2 separate regions of the Oryctolagus cuniculus genome follow, and region 2 is linked to region 1. Evidence: chromatin contacts called from public Micro-C data. All regions are on one chromosome and are shown on one strand. Each heading gives the region's core, a stretch centred on a gene start, on an enhancer-like site or on the middle of the called end of the contact. The rest is flanking DNA. Distances are from core to core; before and after follow the strand shown. Region 1 holds the start of RILPL1 (Rab interacting lysosomal protein like 1). Region 2 overlaps RILPL2 (Rab interacting lysosomal protein like 2).

The links. Hi-C and Micro-C count contacts between places; a contact is called where the count stands out from the background.
Region 2: a contact with region 1 is called in a Micro-C map of ear pinna, with 2.9 times the contacts expected there. The contact joins the enhancer-like site here to the promoter of RILPL1 in region 1. A contact is called at or near these places in 2 of 6 Hi-C or Micro-C datasets (ear pinna and an unstated tissue).

The regions. Positions count from the first base shown.
Region 1 is chr21:5,858,993-5,865,639 of mOryCun1.1, reverse strand. It overlaps RILPL1 (Rab interacting lysosomal protein like 1), which reads right to left and starts at 4,045. Exons shown (of 8, transcript XR_011385252.1): 1 at 3,524-4,045.
Region 2 is chr21:5,939,208-5,945,854 of mOryCun1.1, reverse strand. RILPL2 (Rab interacting lysosomal protein like 2) reads right to left here. Exons shown (of 4, transcript XM_051828885.2): 4 at 5,448-5,883. The coding sequence ends at 5,853. It overlaps KMT5A (lysine methyltransferase 5A), which reads left to right. Exons shown (of 8, transcript XM_070066111.1): 8 at 290-1,901. The coding sequence ends at 500. Among named protein-coding and RNA genes, the nearest start is that of KMT5A, 20 kb to the left of the region's middle. Within about 2 kb of position 3,279, at least 2 of the 8 cell types and tissues checked have an H3K27ac peak or open chromatin away from gene starts, as enhancers often do. A contact at or near this core is called in ear pinna, where this site is marked.

The sequences.
Region 1 (6,647 bases), core at 2,796-5,295:
CATCGTGGGCATTTCGGGAGTGAACCCGTGCATAGGAGCTCTCTGACTTTACCTCTCAACAAAACTGATAGTCATAATAGACATCTCCTTGGTCTAGGAGGGGTCTTTTAAAAGTTCATGGAAATGCATGTCATAGAAGCTGCATAGATAAAAAAGTTTAATTATTTATTTGAAAGGTAGAGAGAGACACACATCAGCTACCTCCCACCCACTGTTTCACTCTCCAAACGCCTGCAACAGCCAGGGTTGGGCCAGGCTGAAGCCGGGAGCCAGGAACCCAATCTGGGTCTCCCGGTGTGGGTGGGTGGAAGGAGCTCAGCTCCTCAGCCATCACTGCTGTCTCCCAGGCTGTGCAGCAGCAGGAAGCTGGGACTGGGAGTGGAGTGGGGCAGAGACCCAGGCGCAGAGTGGGGCATGGACCCAGGCGTAGAGGTGGGGCAGGGACCCAGGCGTGGAGGTGGGGCAGGGACCCAGGCGCAGAGTGGGGCAGAGACCCAGGCGTAGAGCTGGGGCAGGGGCTCAGGCGCGGAGGTGGGGCAGGGACCCAGGCGCGGAGGTGGGGCAGGGACCCAGGCGCGGAGGTGGGGCAGAGACCCAGGCGCGGAGGTGGGGCAGGGACCCAGGCGCGGAGGTGGGGCAGGGGCCCAGGAGCAGAGAGGGACAGGGACCGAGGCGTAGAGGTGGGGCAGGGGCCCAGGAGCAGAGAGGGGCAGGGGCCCAGGCACTCCAATATGGGATGCCACAGGGTGGCATGGATGTTAAGCCAAATGCCCACCCTGGATTTCAAACATTTTTAAAAAGATGCATTTACTTATTCATTTGAAAGGCAGAGTTAGACACAGAGAGACAGAGAGATCTTCCCTCTGCTGGTTCACTCTCCAATTGACCACATGGCCAGGGCAGGGCCAGACGGAAGCCAGGAGCTGGGAGCTTCGCCCGGGTCTCCCACGTGGGCGGCTGGGGCCCCAGCACTCCAGCCATCTTCCGCTGCTTTCCCAGGCCAGAAGCAGGGAGCTGGATGGGAGCTGGAGCAGCCGGGACTGAACTGGTGCCCATGTGGGAAGCCGGAACTGCAGGAGGTGGTTTAACCCGCTGCACCACAGCGCCGGCCTCTCAAAATATTTACGCACCAAAGTAAGTTTATCTGTCAATTCCATTCTCAGATTTTCTGAGGCACTGTCGTATTTTTCTCATGCCATTTCCCATGAGCTGATGTTGGTTTTAAATCTCTCTCCTCACGCTCTAATGACACCCATGGCGTTAAGCGCCTGGACCACGTCTGGCGGAAATGACCCGTGCAACAAGGGTTAAATACACACCAGGTTCAGAGATGGAGTAGAAAAAAGTGAATGCAGAAGACCTCATTCATAATTACTTACAGGGCTGACACCCAGAAAATACCTCGGGTAGGATGTGTGAAAATTCCCCTCGCCTGTCCCACTGACCGGGGAGCCACATCACACTTCTGTCTGATGACCCTGCCCAAAAAGGCCTTGCCCACGAGGGTCAAGACCACTCCAGTGCCCACGGAGCTCACTAAACACGCCCGTGCACAGCCACTGGTCTGCAAAGACTGTGCGCTTCCACGCCTCCTTCTGACCCCACTGCTGCCCTGCATGGGGGCCCCTGCCCCCACCGCTTGGCTTTTCTCTGCTTGCCCATGGCACCGAGGAGGGTGCCCTGCAGGCCAGGCCTGTGGGTGAGGTTGCAGACTGAGCGTCTGAGACCGACGGATGCGCAGCACTGACCAAGCGCCGGCGTGTGCGGGGGAGGCGGGCGCGTCTCGCTGGAGCCACACTCGGGCGGCCAGGCAGACCTGGAAAACTTTTCATGGAAACAGCACTCAAGGCTACAGAAAAGGACCTCGGGAGTTTCTGCAGGTCCCCAGGACGGAAGGAAGGGGCCTGCGAAAAGGATTTTGTCCTCTGATTCATGAGCTGGTCCTCCCTGCTCACAGCCAGCCAGGCTCTGGACGGGCTGCTGGTTCCGTCCTGGCTGAGCGTGCTCCAGAAGCAACAAGTGCAGTTGTTCAGGCCTGGCGACCGCCAGCAGCTCCCGAGGGTGTCTGCCAGCCGCGGCAGCACCAAAGGACCAGGGCTGGGGACACGGGGGCCAGGGCCTCCGTGTGACAGGGGCTGAGCCCTGAAGTCCCGGTCAGTGACAGGCAGCCGCACACACAGGTTTCCAAAGGCCCCTTCCCACTCTGGCCCTCTGGAAGGGATGGGGGCCTCCGGGGAGGAGCCCCACTGTCAGCCCCAGTGTCCAGCGGCAAGTCCGCCCAGGCCTAAAAATAGGGGGACCACTTGCGAAGCCTCGCGCCCGGCAGGCTCCGCCCTGGGCACTGGGCTTCTCCCACCTCCATGGATCCTCACACACCCTAGCAGGTAACGACTGTCCCTAGCAGGTAACGACTGTTCTCCCACTTCACAGCCGAGGAAACTGAGGCAGACCTGGGGGGGGGGGCGGGGTCTCGAAACCAAAGCCTGCGTGGCTCCTTGCAATCCCGAAACTTGAGCAGAGGAGCGAGGCAGGCTCAGGCTCCGAGTGTGACCTTGGACATGGAACCTCAGGGCCAGGGACCTGTGAGGACAGGCAGTCCAACCTGGCAACCGCGCTCTCGGCCACCCAGGACCTGCCCTCGGGCGCAGGCTGCAGCCCCAGCTCTGCCAGCTCTCCCCGAAACACACAACAGGTGGTGGCCAGCCAGGGAGGCTCGGGGAGGCCAGCTGTGTTTCCTGAGGCCGCAGGGCAAGCCAGAGCGGGCCAGGCACCCTGAGCCCCCCAGGAAAGCTGTTTCCTCCCAGTCTCAGCCTGCAGGGCCTGCCAGGACTTCCCGGGCTGAGGTCGGGGCCGGAAACCACATATCTCCCACTTCCTTTTCCCCAGACTCCCCGTCTGGACGCGCGGCCCAGTGGGAAGCCGTGATTCAGACAAACTCCCTCTGTGGTGGCACGGGCAGCCGCCTCCAAGCCCCTCTCGCTGGGGTTCAAGCAGGCGGGGAGCCATCTCCACCGACTCCACTCCCACCCTCTGTGAGATGAAGGTAACTCCTCCCTCACAGGGTCCTGAGGGGCAAAGAAAGGAATCCAGGCCGGCCAGCCCCCCAGGGCACAGGCGGGCAAATGAAGGAAGCCCCGGAACGGCTGCAGCAGGGACCTGGAGACTGGCCGCAGGTCCCAGCCCCTTCCCTGGGGACCAGAAAGGAGCCTGGTGCCACGGGGGACACTGAAGAGCCGGGGCTCCCTTCCTTCCAGGAAAACAGCACCTGGGCACTTTACCGGCCTCACCCCACCGTTCTCGAAAGGTGCCCACCGCTGCCAGGTGAGGCCGCAAACCCCAGAGAGGTCAGGTAACTTACCCAAGGTCACCCAGCTATGAAACGGCAAAGGTGTCTGATGGCACCTGCCAGGCAGAACCGGGCCGGGGCCTCCCTCCCTGCTCGGGCGCTCTCCTCCCGTCCGCTCAGACTCGCAGAGCCCCGCGGCCCCGCCGCCCCGAGGGGCCGGAGCGAGCCGCCGCCCACCTTCTGATGCTTGCGTTCCTTCTCGATGCGGTCCATGCGCTCCACGCGCAGCCGGTCCAGCTCCAGGCGCAGTTCGTCCAGCTCGGGCGCGACGTGGTGGCGGCTGACCAGCACCTCCAGGATCTCCAGGACGCGCACGACCTTGGGCATGAGGCGCGCGATGGCCTCGCAGCCGTGCTGGTCGACGACCCGCTCGAACTCGTGGCCCACGAGCGACGCGATGTCGTACACATCCATGACGGTCAGCTCGGCCACGTTCTTCTCCAGCGCCGACTCGGCCGCCGGCTCCGACCCCCGCTCCAGCTCCATGGCCGCCCCGCCAACTAGTGCAACTCCCAAACTTGGCGTCGCGGGCAGCCGGCCCGGCCGCCCCGGCGCCGCCGCCCCGTGCTCAGGGGGCCCGCGGGCGAGGGCGCGCCGGGCGGGCGGCGGCTCAGGGCGCCCGGCTCGGCCCCGAGCCTGCTCCCCGGTGGGGGCGGGGGAAGAGGAGGAGGAGGAGGGGAGGTGAGGAAGGCGCGCGCGTGCGCAGGCCCGCGGCGCCTCCCAAGTTGGGAATCCGAGTTGGGCGCAATGGAGGCGCCGGGCGCGCCGGCGAGGGGCCCCGCTGCCCACGGAAACGGCTCGCGCCCGGGGGGCGTCCGCGCGGCCAGGCCCGGGAGGAAGGGCGGCCCCTGGCTCCTCCGGGAAACTTTGGCGGCGGCGACGAGGCCGGCGGACCGGCTCCCCCCGCGGGGATGCCGCGCGCCCCGCCCCGATCCCGGGCTGGCGAGGGGCGCGCCCGCTTTCCGCCGCCCGGTGGCGCCCTGGGGTCCCCGCGGCCGCGCGCACCCACCGCCTGCTCGGCTGCCGCCTCGGGGCACCGCTCCCCGCCCGCCTCCCGCTCCCGGCTCCTCCTCCGCCACCCGCTGCCGGGGAGGGTCGAGGCCGGGCAGAGGAGGGGGCGGCCCCCACCTCAAGAACAGGGTGGGGCTTCTGGCGTGAAGGCAGGGACCCCGGCCCCAGCCCCTCCGCTGCGGCTCGGGCACCGGGCGAACAGGGCGGCGCCAGGCCCTGCGCTCCGGCTCCCGCGCTGGGAGAGGGGCAGGCGCGGGGAGGGGTCCGGCGTCCGAGCGCGGCTCCCGGTGCCGTGAACGCCACTTCACAGCCAGGGCGAGGCCGGCCCGGGACCTCGGCCCCGCGAGTCTTCGTGTCTCAGCCCCCTGTCCTTTGGACCTGGCTCAATCCGCACGTCCCTGAGACCCCCCTGCCACCCCCAGGAGAACCTGTTTTGAACCACAACCCAGGCCACGGGCCCGGGACCCTCTCCCCTGCATTCCCGCAGTCTGCAGCCGCCCACCACCCACCCCTGGCCGCCACTGGGCAGCTCTGGTTACACAAGAGGCCTCCCCGGTCTGACTGTGAGCTCCCCAAGGCAGAAGTCTCACCCCGACCTGGTACCCACTGATTAATATATTAAAAAAAAAAAAAGTTTAGGATGCACGGAGTATTTGCTTCACATTTAGCTACAAAATACATAGTGCGAGTCCCATTCCAAGATCTTTACAGATACTGCTTCCTAATCTGACTCCCTGGGCTCTGTGAAAAGGGTCGCCGTGCCCAGGGGGGCCTCTGAGAGGTTGCCCCCTTTTCGCTGTCTTCATAGATGCCAGCCCCAAGCATAGTTAATTTTTATTTAAAAAATATTTAACATGCGGGGTTGGCGCTGTGGAGTAATGGGTAAAGCCCCCACCTGCAGTGCTGGCATCCCATATGGACGCCAGTTTGAATCCCGGCTGCCCCACTTCTGATCCAGCCCTCTGCTATGGCCTCTCTGTCTCTCTCTGCCTCTGTAACTCTGCCTTTCAAATAAATAAATAAATCTTTTTTAAAATTTTTATTTATTTGTTTGAGAGGTAGAGTTACAGACAAAGAGAAAGGTCTTCCTTCCGATGGTTCACTCCCCAATTGGCCACAATGGCTAGAGCTGGGCCGATCCGAACCAGGAGCTTCTTCCAGGTCTCCCACGTGGGTGCAGGGGCCCCAGCACTTGGGCCATCTTCTACTGCTTTCCCAGGCCACAGCAGAGAGCTGGACTGGAGGACGAGCAGCCAGGACTCGATCTGGCGCCCATATGGTATGTCAGCGCCACAGGCAGATTAACCTACTGCGCCACAGCGCCTGCCCCAACAAATTAATCTTTAAAAAATATTTAACATGTAATATTTCTACCCTTTTTAAATCATAAGTCTCAAAAACATGTTTGCATTTTGAATTACGGTTGACATCCCTAGACAGAGCATACCCAGCAGAGGCTGTGTGCTGGCTTCAGTCACTGAAGCCTGTAGAGGGGCCAGGCACTGTGGCACAGCCGGCTAAGCCGCTGCTTGGGGTGCCCACCTCCCACATCCAGGTGCCTAGTGGAGTCTGGGCGGCTCTGCTTCCTGCCCAGCTTCCTCCTAATGCATCCTGGGAGGCAGCAGACGATGGCCCAAGTGCGTGGGTCTCTGCCACCCACATGGGAGACCCCGAGGAGTTCCTGGTTTCAGCCTGGCGCAGCCCTGGCCGTGGTGGGCATCCGGGGAGTGAACCAGTGGATGAAGGACCTCTCGGGGTCACTGCCCCTTTCAAGAAGATGGAAAAAATAAAAGGTGAAGGGGTCCTGAGACTAACAGGGTTAAGCACTGCTGCCTTCTGACACCTGGGAGGGAAGTATTATTGTCCCTACGGCGCAGACGAGGCAAGCGAGGCCGAGAGGTTGAATCTGCCCGGGCAGCCAGCAGGGAAACCCAGGCTCACACCTGAGCAGTCGGCTTCCGGTCCAAGCCGCAGCTCCTGCTCCCTGTTCCGGAGCAGCCCTCCATGCTCACAGCCACGGAAAGGAAGTGGCCGCCCTGTTGCAAGGACTGGGGGGTGTGGGAGTTCTGCGGTTTTCTGTAGTGACTGTGACAAACTCCACAAACCTGGTGGCTTCGAACTCAGAAACCTGCTCTCTCATGGGCTGAAGGCCAGAAATCCAAACTCCTGGCACCAGCAGGCCACGAAACCACCCAAGGCTCCGGGAGGCTCCTTCCTGGCCCTCCTCCAGCTTCCGTGGCCCCAGGTGGTCTGTGGTTTATGACCAGGCCCGTCCAACGTCTGCCTCCGT
Region 2 (6,647 bases), core at 2,030-4,529, 81 kb before region 1:
GCCCCGGGGTGGGAGGTGGGCTGGGGGCCGCCTCATCCAGCGAGAAGCAGAACTGGACCCGTCTCACACAGCCCTGCCCGGCAGCCCACCTGGCTGCTCTGTGTGGCCGCTAAGTGCTCCTGGCTGTGGCCAGCGGAGTTGACTTCTATCCATGGATCTAGTTCGTAAAACTCTCCAGTTGCCTCCCTCGTCTCCAGAAAGAGCCCTTGTGGGTTGTGTCCCCTGCGCCTCCAGCCCTTGACGGGTCAAAAGGCCTCTTTGCCTGTGTAACCCCCTCCCTCCCCACCAGCGTGGACGCCACACGCGAGACCAACCGCCTGGGACGGCTGATCAACCACAGCAAGTGCGGGAACTGCCAGACCAAACTGCACGACATCGACGGGGTGCCCCACCTCATCCTCATCGCTGCGCGGGACATCGCGGCCGGGGAGGAGCTCCTCTACGACTACGGGGACCGCAGCAAGGCCTCCATCGAAGCCCACCCCTGGCTGAAGCACTGACCGCCGCCGCCGGCCTCTCCAAAGGACAAAGTGCCCTCAAAGGGAATGGGTTTTTGTTTTGTTTTTTTACACTTAGTCTTAGCAGATTACTTCAGATGTTTTTAAAAAGTATATTAAGATGCCTTTTCACTGTAGTATTTAAATGTCTGTTCCAGGTTTCCAAGGTGGACTTGAACAGATGGCCTTACATTACCAAAACTTTTATATTCTAGTTGTTTTGTACCTTTTTTGCATACAAGTCGAACGTCCGTGCTTCCCGTGCATGCGGTCAAAGACTCGGCACAGGTTTTAGAGAGGAAAGAGAAGCAGGGCGCCGGGCGGGCCTCCCGCCTGCAGGTGCAGAGCCAGGCCCTGCCCGCCTGCCCGGCCTGCCCCGGGCGTTCCAAGCTCTTGTTCTCCCCGCGTCTCGACAGGCGCACGCTGAAGTGTATGAATATTTTTTAAAGGGTTTAACAGTAAGCTAGTCTTCCCCTCTGCTTTCTCGAAAGCTTCCTGGCCCCCGGGGCCGCGAGCACAGGCCTGGTGTCAACTGCTCTTCCACAGGCTGCCCCTCCCCAGGCGGCCGAGCAGGCTGGAGGCAGGCGGGGGAGGTGCCGCCTCCCTGTGCTGCCGGGGCAGGGTTCCCGAAACTGGGTTATTAATTCTTTATAGAAATGTGAACACTGAGTTTATTTTAAAAAAAAAATTTAAAACGTTTAAAAAAAAACAGCAAAAAAAAATTAAAAAAGAAAAAAGGCAAAAAAAAAAAACCCACAGCAAACAACTTACATGTATATAGGTCTTGAAGTGAGTGAAGTGGCTGCATTTTTTTGTTCTGGGTTTCTTTGCTTTGTTTCTGTAGGCGAGATTTGAGATGGTACTCTATTCTAATCAAAAATAAAGTTTTTGTAGTGGGACCAGAAATGACTTACCCGGCCGCCCCACCCCCACCCCACCCCCCATGACCTGCTGTCGAGGCCTTGGTGCCCCAGGACCCCTGCCGCCAGCCTCAGGGAAAGGCGCCAGGTACACGGGACAGCAGGCAGGGCTCGAGGACAAAGCTCAAGTGTTTTCCCCTGGACCGGTGGTGGGAGGAGAAGTGGCTCCCTCTCCCTCCCGAGGGGGCTGGTTCTCACTGTCCGCCCCCAGGCCAGTGGGGCCAGGTCAAGAGCCTGCCCTCTGCTCCAGGCGCCTCCCCCCACCCCAGGCTCATGACGGTGCTACCTAAGAAAGTCTTCCCCGCCCCCGCCGGCCTGGTGGGTGGGCAGCAAGTCGGAGGAGGATCCGATGGCAGCGTGGAAATGCGGGCTGTACCTGTCGTGGTTTAGCTTTGTATGTAAGCAAACAAAAAGGAAATAAACTTGAATCTTATTTGTCATCATAAAAATGAAATGAGAAATTAAAGTATTTATTGCCAGGCGAGATCACCTGCCTGTGTGTCTGTTCTTATGAAGAGCCCGGACTGGGTCTGGGGTTTATTTGTGAGGGCCACACGGCGGGTGGGGGCGGGGTATCAGTGCACATGATTGTCCACTTAGGGGGCCTGGAAATGTGATGGAGGCATAGGTGCTCGTGAAGGTGAGAGGTGAGCATGGACAGGCCGGCCCCTGGGGGCACTGCCAGCTGCAGCTGCGTTCTTAGGCAGATGTCCCTCCGCCCGCCAGGCCCTTGTCCCCATCTTAAATGGGCTGGTGGCTCCCTCAGCCCCACTCCTTGGGCACTCGAGACAAGTACGGACCCTGGTGTAGGAACGAGCGTTGGCTTCACGTGTTGGTCAGCTGTGCGCTCTCACACAAAATCAGTGGCCCCTGAAACCTGACGCTGTGCAGGCGTCTGCCTGTGCGCCTTGGGGGGCATCTTGGGGAGCTGGTCCTCGGGTGTTCTTACAGTCTCCTTGTGTGTGTTGGGGGGAGGGGCGTCCACGTGGTCTGCTGGCCACACAGGCCTGGGAGCGGCAGCTCCAGTTCCTGCCCATGTAGGCATGTAGGCCGCCGACACGGGTGTGGGTTCCCACCTGTGGCAGGCTGACGGTAACAGCTGGGACGCTGTGTGTGATCGCGAGGACTGGGTGACTTACTGCACAAAAGGCCCTTCGCCGAGTGTCTGGCACAGATAGATTCCTGCCGCTGGCTGTTTGCAAATGCTCAGCCTGGTCCTCCCGAGTCCTCCTTTAATGGAGGCGTTGATTTGCTCATTTGTGTGAGACGATGATGGCGCAGCACCCACTTCCTGTGCCTCTTGAATGAGGCCTGGTTGGAGCCCGCTCCTCGGCCTGTGCCCCGCACCCTCGCTGGGTGTGTGCTGAGCCTGCAGTGGGGGAGAGGCAGGAAGCAGGGGGCGCCAGGGGCGTGATCTGTGCTGCGGCCAGGGGGAGAAATGTTCCCACGCCCCAGCGTCAGGTTGTCCTGAGTCACTCCCCAAGCGTTTCTTGCTGGAGACTTCGTGAAACATTTACTTGAAAGGCAGAGGGAGGGAGAGAGGGAGGGAGGGAGAGAGGGAGGGAGGGAGGGAATCTCCCGTGCCCTGCTTCTCCCCCAAATGCTTGCTGCAGCCCAGGCTGGACCAGGCCAAAGCTGGGAGCCAAGAACCCCTCTGCAGGCCTCCCATGAGGGTGCTGGGCCCCTGCTGCCTCCCATTAGCAGGAAGTAGGAACCAAGCTGTGCCCTAACCACTGCACGAAATGCCCAGCCTGAGTACTGGCGCCACCGGGGCTGGGGGCTCTCAGGTCTGTCCCCCAGGAGAAGGGGGCAGGGCTGTGTTTACACAGGGTGACCCCAGGTCTGGAAACACGAGCCGCACACACCAAGGGCTCCCTGATGGCAGTGCACGATGATCTTACGTGTGCTTCGCGGCTGCCCCGTGCCCTGCAGATGGGGAAACTGAGGCAAGGATGGCTCAGGTGTAGTAGGATTGCCCCCAGGGCTGGACTTCCAACTTCAGTCCCCAGGAACCGGTGCTGTGGTACAGGAGTTAACACACTGCGTGCGATGCCAGCATCCCGCAGAGTGACAGTTTGAGTCCCAGCGCTCTAGTAACGGCCTGAGGAAGCAGCAGATGGCTGGCGTGCTCGGGGCCACCCATGTGGGAGGTCCCGCTGGAGTCCTGGTTCCCGGCTTTGGCCTGCTCTTCCCTGGGCTGTGTGGAGAATGAACCAGCTGATGGCAGACCTCCCTGTCACTCTGCCTTTCAAATAAATGAATGAATGGATGGATGGATGGATGGATGGATGGATAAAATCTTTAGAAAACCACCAAGCAACCAAACTTCAGTCCCAGGAACGGCCTCTGCCACGCATATGGCCCCGCCCAAGCCACGCACGTTCTGCGTGGCTTGCTGCCCTCACTCATGTCCGCCTGTGGTTCCGGTTCCCGTGCTCACACTCGCCCGCCAGGGAGCACGAGAGGGGAGCAGCCAGCCAGGGAGACAGCAATCCTGAGAGCTTCAGGGGTGACTCGGGAGGGTGACCTGGACTAGGCGTTTTTGAAAACAAAACATGTATCTGTTTACTTGAAAGAGGGCCAGAGGGAGCGCCTCCATCTGGTGGTTCCAGTGGCTGCCATGTCCTGGGCTAAACCAAGCTGAAGCCAGAAGCCTAGAATTCCACTAGCTGGAATCCAAGTACGTGGGCCATCTTCTTCTGCCCCTGAGGCACACTGGCAGGGAGCTGGGTCAGACGTGGGGCACCACTCGAACCTGCTCTTGGGTACGGGACGCCGGCATCACAGTGGTAGTTTAACACGCTGGGCCACAACGCCACCTCTGGATTAGGGCTTTAAGGCCAGGGCCCTTTTGTTGGAGACAGGGTGCTTAAGACTGGGTCGTGGCATTTGCATTCGCTCCGTGTCCTGCTCCTAGCATTCCCTAGCTTGGGACACTGGCCAAGTTCCTTCACTTCCCTCTGCATGTACCACCTTGAGCGTACACAGAGAACAACACCCACCTCACAGGCAGCAGGATGTAGGGACTTGTGCTCATTAACATAAAGTACTTCAAACCATTCACAGAAAAATGCAGTTAAAAGTATGAATTTAGGCCAGCGCAGCGGCTCAATAGGCTAATCCTCCGCCTTGCGGCGCCGACACCCTTGGTTCTAGTCCTGGTTGGGGCACCGGATTCTGTCCTGGTCGCCCCCCTTCCAGGCCAGCTCTCTGCTGTGGCCCGGGAGTGCAGTGGTGGATGGCCCAAGTGCTTGGGCCCTGCACCCCATGGGAGACCAGGAGAAGCACCTGGCTCCTGCCATTGGATCAGCACGGTGCGCCGGCCGCAGCGCGCCTGCCGCGGCGGCCATTGGAGGGTGAACCAACGGCAAAAGGAAGACCTTTCTCTCTGTCTCTCTCTCTATCCACTCTGCCTGTCAAAAAAAAAAAAAAAAAACAAAAAAACAAAAAAACAAACAAACAAACAAAAAAAAAACAAAAACAAAAAACAAAACGAAACAAAAAAAAAACTTTGGAATCCATTTAGTTTTCTCATAATATGCATTTTCATCAACTACAAAGGAATTTTCTGCCTCAAAATAAACTCATAGTTTTACTTCCACTTTCTGCAGTTCCCTGCAATGTTGGAAACTCTGCAGAGAGCTTCGCAGCTGAGAACCCAGGCCTTGGGTCAAGCCTGCCTCTGCTGTGCGAGCTGCTTCAGTCTGCAGATCCACAAACAGGGGGCCAGGCTCAGCCCCAGCCCCCTGCGTCCTTGCCAGGAACAGTGGAGGGAGTCCAGGGCGCAGGCTCAGCAGCCCCGCTCTCTCCCGACCGCATTTCCTTCACTCCCACACACCCACCTTCTCATCTCACCAACTCCGACCCCAGGACGAGCCTTCAGATCAGTAGCGCCACAGTTAGACTTTGCAGCGTGGCATCACAAATGAGCCCAGGAAACAGGGGCAAGTGCCACGCACACACATGCACACACACGGACCCAGCCACTACCTGAACTCTAGGACACCATTCCAAATAGCCTCAGAAAGTCTAAAAGTCATTTTGCTTTAATATAAAATCACACAAAGAGGGTCACGTGGGCTGAGTCAAATATTCGCGGAGCGTCAGTGACGTCACCCCTGGAATGTCCACAGCGCTCCCCACTCCCGTCTGCGGCACGGTCACCACCAGCGTTCTCTGCGGAACTCACAGGGCAGGAGGTAGCCCCGGCGCTCTCCCCCGACCTCCTGCGCCAGCTACAGCTTGCAGGGCATTCAGTTGTGCAGCCGGGGAGCAGGCGGGCTGGGAGAACCTCATCTTCCGCCGCAGACCGCCCGAGAGGAAGCAAGGGGGCGGGCACAGTGTGTGCTGACGGCACCCAGAGCTGGGTCCACAAGGCATCCTGCTGGCCGTCTTCTCCAGGCGGGCAGCTGTGGCCTGGGTCATGGCCTTCGACTTAGATCTGCTTCCCGGACCGGAAAGAGAACCTGGGCGGAGAGCGAGGGGCAGAGTGAGCAGAGGGAACAAGCATGGGGCGCACACACCCCTGCGAAACCTGGCGGTGTCAGGATTCTTTCAGGGCGCGTCACGGGCCGGCGACGTGCTGAGCGTTCCCTTCTACCGGCTTACGTGGAGGCTGCACCAGTTCTGCAGTGAGTACGATGAGCAGCCCCCGTTTCGCGGAGGAGCACTTGCAGGCTGGGAGGCTAAGGCAACAGGAGCTGGGCCTGAGCGCTTTAGCCGCTGTGCCATACCCATAGCTGGTGTTCCGGTTTGTGTTTTGTTTCTAAACTTAGGGGGTTCCACGTGGAGGAGGTGGCGATTTCTCCGTGGGACCTCCAGCTGCAAAGCAGACCTTTGCGGTCTAGGTCTGGGGTAAAACAGATGAAACACAGAGGCACCCCCCAGGCCGGACCCCACACTTGGCATTGGCTCCCCGGCAGTGGCACAGGGCTGGCAAGGTCAAATCCAGCAGTAGGGCTGTGGGCTCTGCTTCCCGCCAGAAACCAACCACCAGCACCCCCAGAAGCTGGTCCTGTGTGTGACGCAGGCATCGGGCACCCCCCTCCCAGCCAGTCCCTGGGAAGCTGGGGAGCTGTCCTCCACGCCCCCACCATCTGCCATATTTGAGTCATCACAACTCAAATATGTCCCCCCCCCCCCCGCTTCTCATCTCCTCCACTACCATCTGCCAGTCCAGGCCACCACGAGGAGTGGGTGCGGCCACCCCCCTGCGCCCCGCTGCGATGCG